Regions from separate parts of the Sus scrofa genome. Here region 1 is linked to region 2. Evidence: chromatin contacts called from public Hi-C data. All regions are on one chromosome and are shown on one strand. The core of a region is the stretch at or near the end of the contact, and the rest is flanking DNA. Distances in the headings are between cores, read along the strand shown. Region 1 overlaps LOC102165008 (a long non-coding RNA gene). Region 2 holds the start of PPP1R12A (protein phosphatase 1 regulatory subunit 12A).

Region 1 (2,788 bases), core at 81-2,580, 330 kb after region 2:
CCTGGGGTGTGAGGGGGGTTGAGGGCCACGGGTGTGTCTGCAAGACGCTCGAATCCCTCTCCACCCTCTGCCAACATTCCGCCTGGTCAGGTTTTGCTGTCAGGAGTCACAGCCTGTTCTCCCAACTTGGTTTGTCTTTCTCCACTTTGTTCTCCGTTTGCCGCTGTGAAGCCCACGGGGGGGCCCAGCCCTGGGAGCTTCCTGGTGAAATAATCGTCTTTCAAGTGTGGGGCTGCTTTTCAGCTCCATCCTCCTTTTTTTGTTGAGTTGGAATCCCCGCCCAACTCACTCCAATAAACGTCTCCTCTGGGCGTTTTCCCCTCAAGACGTGGTAGGAACTCCTGATCCTTTGAGGGAAGAGAATAGGAAGCAGGAGCGAGGCCTTTGGGCAAGTCTGAGTAAACAGTGCTGACCTTGTGTAAAGGGCGCTCATGTCGCTAAACGGCCGTGGAAATACAAAAGATAAGAGGAAGGACACAGCAGCCCTGTCCAAATATGGCCCACTTGAACGCTGGATGGTATCTCGGCCTGGCAGGAAAATTCCAGATGTCCCTCTGGCTGCAGATGTTTCACCTTATCTGCCTCTGCTGATAAACGGAAGACGAGCTTGGTATCGGGAGGTGCTGGTTGTCTGAAGAAGTGCAGCACTGGTGTTGGGGCGCCTCTCTGCCCGCGCCCTAGCCTTTGCCCGACGCCTCGGATACACCCTGACTTATCATTTCACCCGGACCTGCCCTCAGTGGCTTCGTTTGCATGGCTTCTTCCAATGCGGATCCCAGAGGAGCCAGAGACGGCCCGTCCCCTGTGCCTCGGGGTGCTGTTGAGTCACGGGAAGGGGAATTCTGCCCCCCCCCCCCAAAGCCCAAAGCTGCTAGCGACTTTGTTTTTTCTGGCACACTAACTAGGCCCAAATCTCCTGGCCTCCAGTTCACACTCCCAGTGCCTCCAGCAGAGAGAAACGTGGCTCTTGCTCCCTCATGTTTGCACATATGACGAGTCTACTAATAGCTTCTGACCGGTCGGGCAGCCCTGCTTTTGAGCAAGCCAAACACTTGTAACCTGAACGTGGAAACACAGCACAGTTTTGTACAAAGAAGGCTGTGCAGATTTTTAACTCCTTTTGCTCCCGACGGCAGCCTAGGAGAGAACTTCCAAACTTCAGCAGAAATGCAGGACAGAAATGCAAGTTTAAGCTCCAGCTTCTGGGCTGCACACTTGAGCAAGATCATTACAGATAGAACAGAACCTTTGACCCGGGCAGTTCAGGCTGCGCTGGGAGGTGCATCTGGATGGATCCGCCCCGAGGTAGTGTATTTACAATGAGAATTGAAGGAAGAGTTTTGAAACATCCTGTCACAGGATGTACTGACGCGCCTGCCTGAACAGGCGGCGGAGGAAACCGGGAGCGGGTGCGGGATCGGTGACCACACCGCCCTCTGGTGGTTTTCCCGAGAAATAAACGAACGAGCTGCAGGTGGACCCAAGGTCTGCGGCAAATTGACCCCAATCAGCTCCCCAGCGGTGTGTTGTTGAGAGGGAGGAGGCGGCGAGGGAGGGAGGGGGAGAGACGGGAAGGGAGAGGATTCCTGCCCACGGCTTTCACCTCTGGGGCCCTAGCGACGGACCGGCCGACTGAGGTCCAGTTTGGGCCTCGGGGCAAACCCCTTGCCCCAGCTTTCCAGCAAGGGATGCTAGTGACAAATCTTGACTGCGTATTTGGACCAGGGCCCCGGGTTCCTTTCTAGCCGCCGAAGCTTTGCCCCTGCTGCTTCTGGCCTGCATTCCCTTTCGAGGTAAGTCCTTCTCTATGCTGGGGGGCTGAGGGTGGGGGTGGCCCCCAGCCCCTGCAAAGGCTCCTGAGACCAAGCGGCCTCTCTGGCACCCTCCGCTCTTCTCCTGGGTTCTTTTTTTGGGCCTGTCATCCTTTCAAACACTGGGGCTGTGCAGGGCACACGGAAGGGCGCTGGCCCTGCGAGCTCCCCGGCTGCCTGTGGGAGGAATGTGTAGGGCTGTTGCAGCCCTTAGGGCAGGACAGGCATGCGGAGCATCTCAGGCGCTGCTTTTTGGGCCCACGGAAGGGAAGTGTGGGCCGGGGGGTGGGGGGGGCTTCACAAACACCTCGGATCACAAGGCCCTCGGGCCGAGGATCGGGTTCTGAAGCCGGTCTGCTCTTCGAGTCCTTGCCTGCCCGCTGACCCGGGAACAGAGAGGCCTGGGGCCAAGGGATCGTGTGGCCGGCTGTAGATACTCAGAGTTACCGTGGCTCTTCGTCTTGGAGGTGGGTTGCTGTGTTGGTTTAGTCGGATTCAGCAGAGTCGGTAAACACGGGGAGGCAAGTGTGCTGCCATCCGTGTTTTCAGGGCTGGGGTGCAGGGCCCTGGCCCTGGGTTTGCTTCACCCTGGACCTTCCCGGCGTCTTACTTCATCCCAGGAAAGGAAGCGGACCATGCTGGGCGTTTGACTCAGACCCGTCACCGCGTCCCCGGCTGGCTCTCTCGTCACACTCCCTTTTCACTTGGTCATGAGCGTTTGCATGGAACGCTCCTCCTTACGAGGGCACCGGTCAGCCCCCGCCCCCACCCGCTTTCGTGACTCTCGGAGTCTCACGCGGATCCCATGATGTGGTTGACGGTGTCACAGGAGGCTCCGGTTTGGAATCAGGATTTACCCATGATCCTGAGGCGTATCTGGCTCTTGAGGAAAACTTACTGCTCCCCGCAAACACTGCAGCCACGTGGCGGCATCACCCTGGGTCGCTTCCGTCTCCATCAACGTCTCCCGGGACACA
Region 2 (2,908 bases), core at 2-2,501:
CAGTACAGGTGCTATCTGCTGATGGAATCCTAAATCCTGCTGCAAAGAAAATTAGGTGAGTCAATTAGTTCTTTGGGACTCAGTCTAGATGATCCCTCAAGTTCCATTTAATGTTAACCTTTTATGATTTATTCTGGCTCTAAATGCTGTAGAAAACTGAGGGTGAAAACAATGTATTGTTTAGGAAAATGTCAACTGGTGGAGATTATAAATAGATGGCTCAAAAGACAGTATTTGTTACAAACCGTGTGTGTGTGTGTGTGTGTGTGTGTGTCATACAAGAAAACGTTCACCAGCCTTTTTATGACGATAAACTATAAAATATTTTTGATCACGTGATCTCAGGTGGTTTAAATACGTCACTGTATCACTAGTGCTTAGAACAATGACTGGCTCATAGTAAGTATTCAATAAATACCGGCTAAATCAATTGCGTAATATTAACATTCCTTTTGAATTCTAGAAGCAGCTGGGTCTTTAGCCATCCTTAGAAAGCGATAGAGCAGGAACCAGGAATCCCTTAAAAGGTCAGGACCAGTAACAGGCTGAGCTAAGTTCAGGAGTAGCACCAGGGAGGATGAAAGCGCTCAAGGAAGGGACAGAGGACCCAAAATATGCTTGAGACAAAAACAGAACCAAAACCAAAGAACCCCAACCCCCAGGAACACATCAACAACAAAAAAGCGTAAGCGGAAAGACGTTTCTACAGCGAGGCTGGCAGAAAGCCACCGCAACGCCCGCAGGCCAACCCTCGTCGCCAGGCGGTCACCTTGCGCTGAGATCTGGACAAGCACCACCAAAGCCCTCGCTACCCAGACCCCGCTTTTAGAAGGGCCTCGGCAAGCTCATCGGGGTGCCTGAGAAAGAGGAGGCACTAGCGCTGGATTCGTGACCTCCCTCTCCTCCATTCCATTCAAATAACGCAACCAATAGGCAAGCCCTCCGCCCTGAGCAAGCGCCCCGGCGGAGCCGAGACAGCGCCGGAGGCAGGCCCGCTCCCGGAGCCGCCCCAACGCCGACGGCGGGCCTCCGCAGCCCCGGCAGCCCTCGAGGGGCCGGGCGCCTCCCCGCCCCGCCCCCGCCCTTCCCGGCCGGTCCCAGCCCCGCAGCCCCGGCCGCCGGGGCCACGCCCGCTCCCCTCCCGCGGCCCGACCCCCGCCCGCCGCCGCGCGCCGCCGCGCTCTTCCTGGGGCGGGCGCAGGCCGGCGCGCGTGCGCACTGGGCGCCGGGCGCCTCCCTGCCCGGATCTCGCGAAGTTACGTTAGACGGGCCGCCGGGACGGACGGGCGGCCGGGCCGGGGGCGGGCGGGCGTCTGCGGTCGAAGGGAGGTCCGCGCGGCCGGGCGCGCCGCCCCAGTGCTCTGTGGGATACTGGCAGTCTCGAGCGTCTCCGCCCGGTGCCCAGCCCGCCGCCGGGCCGCGCTCGCCGGGGCAGCCCCACGCCCCCTGCCCGCCGCCCCTCCGCTCGCCGCCTCCCCCGCCCTCCGCGCGCTCGGCAGACCCGGCGGCAGGAGAGGGGATGAAGATGGCGGACGCGAAGCAGAAGCGGAACGAGCAGCTGAAGCGCTGGATCGGCTCCGAGACGGACCTCGAGCCCCCCGTGGTGAAGCGCCAGAAGACCAAGGTGAAGTTCGACGATGGCGCCGTCTTCCTGGCCGCCTGCTCCAGCGGCGACACGGACGAGGTGCTCAAGCTGCTGCACCGCGGCGCCGACATCAACTACGCCAATGTGGACGGGCTCACCGCCCTGCACCAGGTCTGTGCGCCCGGCGCCGGCCCCCGGCCCCCGGGTCTGCGCCGGCCTCCGCCCCGGCCTGCGCAGGCTGCGGGCGGCGGGAGGCTCCCTGCTGCGGGGCGAGGAGGCGGCTTCCCGCGGAGGAGGAGGGCCTGCGCTCGAGGCCCCTTCCGTCCAGCCGGTGGCGGAGTGGGGGAGCCGGGCTGTTTCCGGGGCAGAGGGGAGAGGGACGGCGGGCCGCTGGGGCCCCGGCCCGCTGGGGACGCGCCCTGGGCTCTGGGGCCGAGCCGGGGAGGCTGTGCGCGCCTGGGCCCCGATGTTAGCGGCAGGCTCGGGCGACCGGGGCCGCCGCGGCAAACCACGAACGGGGGCATTCGGGGCCCTGGGATGGGCGGACGCCTGTGGCTTGTAGGTGGGCACGGAATGTATGGGTTTTAGGACTCGGTCAGGGCGGTGATGGTAGTCGCAGGAATCGAGAGCCCCGAGCCGGGCGCCCCGAGCGGGCGGTTTCCTGTTTTCCCCTTTATTCCCCTCGGTCACTGGGGAGGGGGTGCGACGAGTTGACGGGCACCGGCTGGAAGGGAGGACGGGAAGGTGGGCACGGGAAGGAGGCCTCCTCCGGGGCTCGCCCCTCGCTGGACGGGAACGTACGGACAGTCCCTGGGAGCAGAGGTGGCCGCAGTGTCGGAGATCCTGTGGCCCCAGGTCCCAGGGTGTGCACTGGGGTTGGAAAGAGGAGAATAAGTACGAAGACACTCTTTTCGGGGTCGGCTCCCCAGCTCTGGTTTTTCTTTTGGGGGGTGGGAAAAGAGAAGGCTGGTCACAAACTTTTCTCAAAATGGATGCTTTGGGCATGTTAAAGTTTTATAGGAGTCTGATTGGGATCGCTCAATGTTAGCCAAATAAGGAGAAACTATTGGCAATCCAGAGATAATGTTGCTTTGCCTTTAACAGGCCAAAAGCAACACCACCACATAGAGTTCCGCATAAAAAGCAATTTTTAGTGATGGAAATAGATGTCAAGACATAAACTCTTTATATTTTCTCAGTAGGCACCTTGGAATTACTAGGAAACGACTTTACAGCAGTAGCTTCCCTTACAACGAGGAGACTTGGAAGCTAACCCAAAGTTGTCTTGGTTATATGTGTAAGATGGTAGTTTTTTTGATTAAG

What was found. A called contact is a pair of places that touch in the nucleus more often than the background predicts.
Region 1: a contact with region 2 is called in a Hi-C map of liver, with 6 times the contacts expected there. The contact joins the enhancer-like site here to the promoter of PPP1R12A in region 2. A contact is called at or near these places in 1 of 5 promoter capture datasets (liver), 8 of 47 Hi-C or Micro-C datasets (alveolar macrophages, embryonic fibroblasts, heart right ventricle and 3 more) and 1 of 2 datasets of contacts at active chromatin or transcription factors (skeletal muscle).

What each region holds. Positions count from the first base shown.
Region 1 is chr5:101,818,846-101,821,633 of Sscrofa11.1, forward strand. It overlaps LOC102165008 (a long non-coding RNA gene), which reads left to right. Exons shown (of 4, transcript XR_002344360.1): 1 at 1-1,793. Among named protein-coding and RNA genes, the nearest start is that of PAWR, 130 kb to the left of the region's middle. Within about 2 kb of position 1,331, at least 29 of the 83 cell types and tissues checked have an H3K27ac peak or open chromatin away from gene starts, as enhancers often do. A contact at or near this core is called in liver and omental adipose tissue, where this site is marked.
Region 2 is chr5:101,489,031-101,491,938 of Sscrofa11.1, forward strand. PPP1R12A (protein phosphatase 1 regulatory subunit 12A) reads left to right here and starts at 1,252. Exons shown (of 26, transcript XM_021092811.1): 1 at 1,252-1,756. The coding sequence starts at 1,520.